Linked DNA regions of Mus musculus: region 2 is linked to region 1. A link is a contact called in public HiChIP or PLAC-seq data. All regions are on one chromosome and are shown on one strand. Each heading gives the region's core, a stretch centred on a gene start, on an enhancer-like site or on the middle of the called end of the contact. The rest is flanking DNA. Distances are from core to core; before and after follow the strand shown.

Evidence for each region. HiChIP or PLAC-seq counts read pairs in DNA pulled down with a chosen protein or histone mark.
Region 2: a contact with region 1 is called in an H3K4me3 HiChIP or PLAC-seq map of embryonic stem cells, with 40 read pairs. The contact joins the promoter of Tsen54 here to the enhancer-like site in region 1. A contact is called at or near these places in 6 of 39 promoter capture datasets (the HPC-7 cell line, embryonic stem cells, hematopoietic stem and progenitor cells and 2 more), 1 of 15 datasets of contacts at CTCF or cohesin (CD8 T cells), 3 of 484 Hi-C or Micro-C datasets (bone marrow-derived macrophages, embryonic stem cells and group 2 innate lymphoid cells), 19 of 115 datasets of contacts at active chromatin or transcription factors (T-cell acute lymphoblastic leukemia, bone marrow-derived macrophages, craniofacial prominence and 10 more) and 5 of 9 other capture datasets (adipose tissue, embryonic stem cells, liver and 2 more).

What each region holds. Positions count from the first base shown.
Region 1 is chr11:115,585,642-115,590,309 of GRCm38.p6, forward strand. It overlaps Gga3 (golgi associated, gamma adaptin ear containing, ARF binding protein 3), which reads right to left. Exons shown (of 17, transcript NM_173048.3): 9 at 3,414-3,495; 10 at 3,215-3,331; 11 at 2,671-2,904; 12 at 2,295-2,362; 13 at 1,765-2,075; 14 at 1,355-1,560; 15 at 675-844; 16 at 445-555; 17 at 1-199. The coding sequence ends at 89. Among named protein-coding and RNA genes, the nearest start is that of Gga3, 16 kb to the right of the region's middle. Within about 2 kb of position 2,855, at least 5 of the 459 cell types and tissues checked have an H3K27ac peak or open chromatin away from gene starts, as enhancers often do. A contact at or near this core is called in embryonic stem cells, where this site is marked.
Region 2 is chr11:115,812,765-115,817,432 of GRCm38.p6, forward strand. Tsen54 (tRNA splicing endonuclease subunit 54) reads left to right here and starts at 1,975. Exons shown (of 11, transcript NM_029557.1): 1 at 1,975-2,055; 2 at 2,151-2,315; 3 at 2,411-2,474; 4 at 2,563-2,646; 5 at 2,934-3,032; 6 at 4,289-4,341. The coding sequence starts at 2,000. Caskin2 (CASK-interacting protein 2) reads right to left here and starts at 828. Exons shown (of 20, transcript NM_080643.2): 1 at 750-828.

The DNA.
Region 1 (4,668 bases), core at 1,605-4,104:
GCTGTTCAGGGTGTACAGTGGCTGGACTAGCTAGAGCCTGTCTCAGGGCTGCTTGCCTTCCAAGTAGAGATGGCAACATATGCTGGGGTCATAGGTTCCCCCACTGCTCCACAGGAGGAAACTGGTCCACTTCACCCAGTTCTGTGCTCAGCTGCTCCCCCAAAGCAAAGGTCAGTTTATATCGAAGCCGCACCTTTTCCTGTAATAAGAGGGCTGCAGATGAGAATCAGTACAGGAATTCCCTCTGCCAAGACATTGTCTCCCTGCCACGCCCATGATTCTGCCAGGAAGGATCCATCTTGCATCACCATGTCCACCCATGCTCAGTCCCTTAACGTGGGATAGAGGGGTTACTGCTGCAGGTCAAGCCAGGACTTCCTGACAGAGCCTCACAGGGTACTTCCTGTGATCCCAGGTGGGTTTCATAGATTCTCTCACGCTTACCTTCATTGGATTGGCCAGCAGCATGACCTGGGTGATGGCTGCAGGTGGCTGGATAGGACTAAATGGGGAAAGTTCTGTCCCAGAGGGTGGCTGCAACTTCACTTTCATTGACTGAAGACAAAAAAGAAGCTCCTTTGAAGAGAATGGTCCGGGTGTCTCAGAGACAGACACCTGCTGGCTACTGAAAGGCAGTCAACACGGTAGGTTCAAGGTAAGGGAAAGGAAGCTACCTTGGGCACTGCAGCCTGCAGCACTATGCTCTTGACTGGCAACGGAGCCGTATTCAGCATGGAAACCACCACCACCAGCACATCAGGCCGTCCTGGCGGACACTCCTTAGCAAAGTGGAAAAGGATGCGGAAGCCATTTTTATCATAGGCTGTCACGGGAAGGGCACTGCCTGTAAGAAGGTGTTACATGAGTGAGTGTGGTAGGGGAGCATGGCAAGGGCCCTGCAGAGCCCGAGTGCTACTAAAGCCAATGGGATGGAGGAGAGCTGGAACAGCTGAGGACGGTTGCCCTGTGGAGTACCGGAGAGGACCAAGGTCACACAGCTGCTGTAAGGAGCTGAGAGGGCTACAGGGATGATGGGACAGTGGTTAGGAACACTTATCATTCTTGCAGAGGATCTAGGTTCCCAGAACCCATGTCGGTCGGCTCACCACTGCCTGTAACTCCAGTTTCAGGAAGCCTGAAACCCTCTGACCTCTGTGGGCACACGTCAAGCACATGCATACACCAAGGCACACAAACAATCATAAATAATAAAAATACAATCTTTAGAAAAGATGTGAGACTGCAGGCAAGCGGACCCTTAACAGTCAGTCAGGGACTTTTGTATGGAAAGAATCCACTGATCACACCCTACCAACACCACAGCTGAGGCTGAGCGCCTGTCCTCAGCACTTACTAGGCTTGATCGATTCCAGGGGCACATGGACACTGGCCAAGGAGAGCTCTGGGCCTTTCTGAGGGCTGCCTTGGGACTGGAAGAGAGGGCTTCCGGGCCCAGTGGAGAAGGGCAGGAGAGGTCTGGCTGGGGCAGAGGCAGGCAGCAGCGGGGAGGCAGTGGGCCCAGGAGAGAAGCAAGAAACAGGTTTCACCAAGCCTGAGGTTCTGGGGCCAAGGAAGGCAAGTCAGAAAGATGGTTAGAATGCTAGGCAACCCCTCAACCAAAGCCAGTGTCTAGCTACCTCAGGCCACTAGCTTCCAGCCTGACTCACAGTACCAAAAAGGATCCACATCCCCCATCCTATGAAGCCTCCCTTTGGTCCTATATATACGACACCCCACGCTCAGCCACCCTCTTCTATCCCTTACACTTTGGCCTCTTCCAGAAGCTGATCAAGGGCATCTAGGCGGTGCGAGGTGCTGGAGCTGGGGTATTCTGGACCTTTGGGCTCAGCCTTTGGAGCCAAGGCTGGGGCAGGTCCAGAAGAGAACATGAAGGAGCCAGTGCTGTGGGTTGGTGCACTGGCTGGGACCACAGGAGCTGGGAAGGCAGCAGGCAGTGGAGCTTGGGACATACTTGAGGTAGAAACTGGGGGAGGGAGCTGGGGTCCATCTGAGGGGCAGGAGGCCGCAGGCACTGGCCTGGGACTGAAGAAGTCCAGATCTGATGGTGGTTCATTCTGTACAACAGAAATATCAAGTGAGCAGAGACCCAGAAGGGACGAGGCCATCACCCACCGGGCCTTCTGAGGTACCCATTGTGACCCACAGAACCCTCTAGAGAATACATAAGCTCTGGTTCTAGCAAAGTGTAGCCAGCCAGAGCCTAAGAAGGAAGGGTGGGTGCCTTGTGGTCCTTGGGCATCACTTGAGTGATGCTGCTGTTATGGTGCCTCTACCTGGAACAGGTGCCACTGACTACTTCCAGGTGACTCTTTGGGAGCAGTGGGGGCGGGGTCAGTAAGGCCTAAGAACACAAAAGAAAAGTCAATGAGCTGAGCTCCTGCGCCCTCCAATCCCCCAATAACGGTCAGGTGACAAGGCAAGAGCCAGTCCTTGTAAGCCAAGAGTTCCCCTGCAGCTAGACTGGAAGAAAATGCATTTGCCCTTCATGCATGACTGAAGGGCCTCCTAGGACGAGAGGAGATGAGCTGTGCCAGAGCCTGCCATGTTTACCTTGCACTCCCTTGGAAAGTGGTCCTGTCGGCCGCCAGAGAGTTATCTAAGCACACCAACCCTTAGGCCTTCCTTCCCCAGTGCCACGCTTGGGCGTACCTAAGCAGAGGAGCTCCTCATCCAGCAAGGAGAGGGCATTGTTCGTGCTGTCAGACCCTGGGGGAGCCTCAGCCTGGCTGGATGAACGGCTTCGTGGAGGCCCGGAGGTTTGGGGGGGTGGAGGGAGGATGGGGATGCCTGAGGTGGGTGGGGCCAATGCCGGAGACGAGTTGCTGGGGGCGTCCAACTCAGCAAGGTCAATGAGGGCGCCTTGGTTACCACAGTGACTGTTTCCTAGATGGGTCGACAGAAGAGGAACAAGAGCATTCAGGGAGAATCTGTGTCCATGCCGCAAGAGGCAGGACCCGGGCATAGCTGTTCTATCTTGTGGCTCAACCTAGTGGCATTTCTCCAGGAACACTGAAAACCAGGCTTGAGAAAGCAAGGAAGGAAGTCTCCATGCACACCTCCTGGCCTCTGGGAATGGCTACTTGAAATGGCTCGGTATCCCCTCAGGAATTCCCTAAGCATTGCCATTTGGGGCTCAGTGGTCAGGGCACATGGCTGCTCTGGAGGGTTGCAGAATAGAAATCAGAATATTTACCTTCAGAGTCAGGCATGGTTGAGGTGGTCACCTCACCATTGACGATCTGCCCTTCAATAATAGTTTTGTAAGAGTTGATGACCCTGGACAGGTTGTCACTGGCCTGCAGGATGTCCCCTACAGTAGAAGAGATCCCTCACTGTGTGGGCTGTGACAACTCTCACACAGCTAAAGTTTTGACTCATCCTTTCACACTCACCCAAACTGTTGTCATTGTCCTCTGTCTCGCTGGCTAGTTTAAACAGCGTCCGCCTCTTATTCTCACAACGATCAAAGAGCTCCTGAGAGACCCAGATATAAAAACCACAACGAAAGAGGTTCTCAGAAGTCATCTGTACTGGTTAGTTTTGTGTCAACTTGACACAGCTGGAGTTACCACAGAGAAAGGAGCTTCAGTTGAGGAAATGCCTCCATGAGATCCAACTGTAAGGCATTTTCTCAATTAGTGATCAAGGGGGAAAGGCCCTTGTGGGTGGGACCATCTCAGGGCTGGTAGTCTTGGTTCTATAAGAAAGCAGGCTGAGCAAGCCAGGTGAAGCAAGCCAGTAAAGAACATCCCTCCATGGCCTCTGCATCAGCTCCTGCTTCCTGACCTGTTTGAGTTCCAGTCCTGACTTCCTTTGGTGATAAACAGCAGCATGGAAGTGTAAGCTGAATAAACCCTTTCCTCCCCAACTTGCATCTTGGTCATGATGTTTGTGCAGGAATAGAAACCCTGACTAAGACATCATCTGATTTAACATTTATGCCCAGAAAACGGTAGGACTCCCCAATAGACCACAGAGAAACTGACAGGGGTGGGAGAGGAGCATGCATCTTTGTGTCTTCAATATCTACCAAAAGACACTGCCCAAGTCATCTGTACCAACTGTTAGGTAAAATGTGCCTCAGATGATTCTGTGGGCCATGTTCTTGTGATGGTGAGCCTATATGTGTCTGAGCACTGCATGTATGTTACGGTTGTATAGCTTGGTGTTCTTGTAGGGTGCTAACAGTGGGAGCACAGGCTGTCCCTGAGTCATCTGGTGCCTTTGGAATGCTTTGCCTCCTGGTCTAGCCTTGATGTGAGAATGTGTGCCTGGTCTTACTATAGCTTGTTATAGCATATTCCATTCATGTGCCCAGGAGGGAGGACTGTTCTTTTCTAAGAGGAGGGCAGGTCTGGAAAAAGGTGGGAGGGAGTAAAGGGGGAGAGACTGGAGGAGGAGAAATTGTAGTAGGTATGTAATGTATGACAGAAAAATAAATAAAAGGGGGAAAAAGATGTGTGTCTCAGAAGCCACAGCCTAAGCTACAATGTCAACACCAGGGGCAGGTGTCCCCAAAGCTTAAAGGCGTGAGCATGGAGCACATTATCAGGGTACTGTATCTGAGTCACAGACAGTACTGCACCAGGAGTGTCCGCTGTATAAAACAGACACTGCCCTTCACTCACCGGCTGTAGTGAACAAGCC
Region 2 (4,668 bases), core at 725-3,224, 230 kb after region 1:
GGAGAGTGGCACGGGCAGATGGTAGGGGTCACTCCCTGTCCAAGGTGTCTGCAGCACACTCCTCACTACCAGGTCCCTAGAGGGTGGACTGGGTGCTTATGTCCCTCACTTTCTGGGGGAGATCTACCTGTTGGATCGGAGAGATCTACAGCACCTGTTGCTAATCCTTTCTCACTGCGTCTGTGGTGGGAGAGAGCAGCTGGGTAGAGATCCAGGACAGAGAGCTTGGACAGGCTGGCCAACTACCTCCCAAGCCTGAACCTGAAACCCCAACTCGACTTCCCGCACAAACCCTTAAGTCAGTTCCTCAGTGGCGGTGATTTTGTTGCCAGAATCTTGTGGCAAGAGACTCGTGCAGGCCTGGGGGCCCAGGTGGGGAACCACTCATTCCTCAGAAGTTCCAAGCCCAAGCCGGAGGGCACTCCCCCTCAAAGCCCGCGACCCGCACTGGGAGAGAGTGCTCCTGGCAGTGCCTGGGGTCGGCTGGCTCCCCCTCCCCTTGGAATGCCCCTCTAGCGCGGCGCAGCTCCCCGCAGCCAAGCCCAGATAAGGCCGACCCCGGGAACAAAGCGGCAAGAGGGACCCGGAGAGTCAAGCGTCCGAGGAATAGATAGAGGAGAACGAAAAGGGGGGCTCGAGGAAGGCGGAAGGAGCAGAGAGATGGAGGAGCCCGCCGATCAGACAAGAAAAGTTAGTTTGCGTCTGCTCTCAAGGGTCCTGACCCCTGGCCCGGGACCCGGCAGTCTCACCTCTCCCGGCCGCCCCGCCGGGGGTCCGGCTGGCTGTGCTCAGTCTCAGGCACTCTGGACTCTGGTTCTCACTGTCCCCCGCAACCCCTTTCTCCTCCTTTCCAAGGCCGGCTCGGCGCCTCCCGCAGGAAATCCCGCCCCTCCCCCCTCCCTCCCGCCGGATCGGGAGCCGGGGACCGTCCTGGCCGCACAGTTGGATTGTCAATCAACACCCTGGTCCCCGCCCCATCTTCACTAGGCCCCGCCCCCGCCAGCCAGTCCAGAGCCGAGCCACTGGTTGGATCAGCGCATGCGCGCAGGTGAAGCTGCTTAGGGGTGCAAAGTGGCGGGTGAGAGGCGGGGTGGATGAGGTTTCGTGCTGCTGTGTCCTGTCCGGGGATCCCGAGAGAACTGGGTTCTGGTCTAGATCAAAAGGTGAAGTGTGAATGTATAGGAGAGAAAATAGGATGTTTTGGCAGTTGAACCTGAGGACCCCCCCCCCCCACTAGGGGTGGGGATCACTTCCTCTTTGCCCCATCCTTTCCCGGGTTGCCCGCAGCGACCTTCGTCCACACTCAGAGACCTATAGCTGCTGGCTGGAGCAACGGTGCCACCTAGTGGTGAGCGTCAGTGCGACTCAGGATGTCACGGCGGGGACCCCAGCCTCGAGGAGGTGCTTTCGGAGTCTGGGGTGGCGATTCAGCACCAGTGTGAGCCGGACAGCGCCTCCACCCCTGGCCTTTGAACCCTGCTTCAGAGCCCCTAAGAAGAGATTTTTTTTTTTTGGCCCACCGTGAAGGAACTCCATAAGTCTTTGGTCCACTCCTAACATTCCCATATGGCCTCCAGTTTGCAAAGCTGGTGTCTGGGGGCTCACTGCTCTCCTCTCTCTACGCATCTCTTTCCTGCTGGTGGTAGGACACAAAGACATTCAGGGCTGCAGAGATGAGAGTAACATATTTGATTATCCATGCTACATCCAGTAGCCAGGTAAAGTTATACTAAAGAAGGGAGGAGCCCCCAGAAGCGCTGGAAACGGAATAGGTGAGTTTTTGCACATCTGGAAACCTGCACATCGAGCTGGGTCCCGCGGCCCGGGGTACACGTGTGCCGACAGGTGTTAGGACACACACGGGGCAGGTAGGAAGGCGCGAGGCTCGAGGGTGGCTTTATGATCCCGAGGAGCGAGCGGGTCGAAGGCGCTAGGACCGCGCGGAATGCCGGGGTGGGCGGGGCTTCGCGGTGCGCGCGCAGCCGCAGACAGCGGCCCGATGGAGCCCGAACCCGAACCCGGGTCGGTGGAGGTTCCCGCGGGGCGTGTGCTCAGGTGCTACCCGGCCCGGGGGATGGCGTGGGGTGCGTGGGACCCGGGAGCGAGCGGGGTGGCCTCTGTGCTGATCACGTGTTCCCGGCTCTCCCCAGCGCCTCGGAGCTCCGCGCCGCGCGCTCGCGGTCCCAGAAGCTACCACAGCGGTCGCATGGCCCCAAGGACTTCCTCCCGGACGGCTCGGAGGCCCAGGCGGAGCGGCTGCGCCTGTGTCGCCAAGAGCTGTGGCAGCTGCTGGCGGAGGAGCGCGTGGAGCGCCTGTGAGAGGGGCTGGGCCGGGCCGGGTCAGGCCGGGTGGGCGGAGGCCGGGGACTGCCCGTGCAGACCGAGACGCCCCTTCCCCACTCCTCGCCAGGGGCAGCTTGGTGGCCGCGGAGTGGAAACCAGAAGAGGGCTTTGTGGAGTTGACGTCTCCTGCGGTGAGCGGCCCGGGCATCTCCGCGGCTGGGGGACCCCCTTCCTCTGTCCGCTTAGCTGCTTTGTGACACTTGGTCTGCTGCCGCACAGGGGAAATTCTGGCAGACCATGGGCTACTCAGAGGAAGGACGGCAGCGACTTCACCCCGAAGAGGCTTTGTATCTGCTGGAGTGTGTAAGTGGGGTCCTGGAGGCGTGGGGAAAGGGGTCCCGACTAATGGAATGGGAAGGATACGGTTTGGTGGACCAGGAGGAATTCAGAATTATGTTTTCAGTGAAGTTATGTGTGGACTTTGAGAACAGAAGAGGATACCACTGGACAGCGGGAGTTCTAATCCTCTCATTGTTTGTCCTGGTCATGCAGTGATGCTTGAGTGTGTGGGGAAAGGGTCAGAGCCAAGAAGGTGACTGGCTTGGGCACTGCAGGAAGGGTACACAGCTAAGCTCTTGGTCCACTTCCAGGGTTCGATTCAGCTCTTCTACCAAGACCTCCCACTGTCTATCCAAGAGGCATACCAGCTGCTGCTGACAGAGGACACCTTGAGTTTCCTGCAGTACCAGGTATCTGCCTCCCAAGGTGACTCTTATTTGCCAAGTCAGTGAGTCCTGACAGGTGCCTTTGAGGCTTCGAACACAGAGCCACAAGCCAGGGCTGTAGGTGAGACAGCCTGTGATCACACGGGCTTATATTCAAATGGAGACTGTCAGGTTTGGGGGATTTGTATTGTTGATAAGTTATTAAACAACACGTGTGCCCAGAAGAGGAGATAGACTTGAAAGAGTGAAATCTCCTTTGAGGATGGTATTTGCTTATTTATTTTTAGTGCTTCTGGGAAGTGAAGCCAGCAGCCCATGCCTGCTAGCAAACACTCCAGCACTGAGCTGTATAGCCCCTACCCTCTTGTTTATGTTTTGAGATAGGGACTTTCAAAATTGCACAGGCTGGCCATGAACTCACTCTGTACCCCAGGCTGGTCATGAGTTTATGCTCAAACTCTCTAGTAGCTGGGATGACAACCTTGAACCAGCAGGCCTGGTGAGGATGATACTTAAAATGGAATGTGGTCCATGCAGTCCCAAGATTTGGAACCTAGGGCCATATAGGAGGGAGGTTTTGAGTGGTAGAGGAAATGGCTTTGTGTCACTGGTCTTTGCTACTTTGTGGGTTCTTCTTTTTCCCACCCTTTGTGCCCCCGGTTTCATCTCTTATCACTCGATAGGAGAAAAAGGAGGAGAGAGGGGAGAGAGACTCTGAGTGTAATTTCTCTCTCGTTTCTTCTTTGAGCGTTACCGACAAACTGCAGTCAACTCCGCCGAACAATCAACAACCACCAACCCCACCTTTTGGGGCCTTAGCATTTACGTACCCTCTGAAAAGTTCCCAGAGTCCCAAATATTACACAATTGCAAAAATCGATCTGCAGCTAGCAAAAACCACAGCTCTGTTCGAACAGAAAGCAAATCACGGCTGCTGTGGATGGGCCGAAGCACCCTGTGTCCCCACACCTGGGATTAAAACAAAAACATGTCTTAATATTTCTGTGTTTCTTAACGAGGCCAAGACCCCAGAATCGTCACTAAAACTTGTGTTTAGAGAAACTAGTAACTTATTTGAACAGATGGACATCTCTGCAGGCATGTTGACGTGTGTTATAATTGTAGTCCTTAAAGGTAGAGGGAGAAATACTACTTTTGAGTAGCTTGAGGCCAATCTGATGTGCATATCTCCAGGACGACTAGGGCTGCAGAGCAAGCACCTTTCAAGCAAACATACAAACAAAAAGAACACCTAAGACTTCCCTTTTTCTTCCCTTAAGGTCTTCAGCCACCTGAAGAGACTGGGCTATGTGGTTCGTCGGTTCCAGCTAAGGTAAGTCCCTTCCGCTGATTCCCATTCACTGTGCTCCTGGGGCCTTTGGCTTGAGTGCAGCTCCCTGGGGCTGAGCCAGAGGTGTTCAATAGAGAGGCATGGGGGGGATGAATTCCCTTATTGCACTTTCGCCTGGGTTGTTAACCTGGAACCCAGCTCAGCTAATGAGCCAGTATCTTCATCTCACTTCGAGCACCAAGGCAAAGAACCGCAATAGTCATCTTGTGGTATGTAGACGTGCGGGTCAGTTTGGAAAGCACGCGCATGACTGAAGGACTGGGTGAAGAGTTTATAGTTGAGGTGGTTTCACATGTCTTGTTCTGGGCT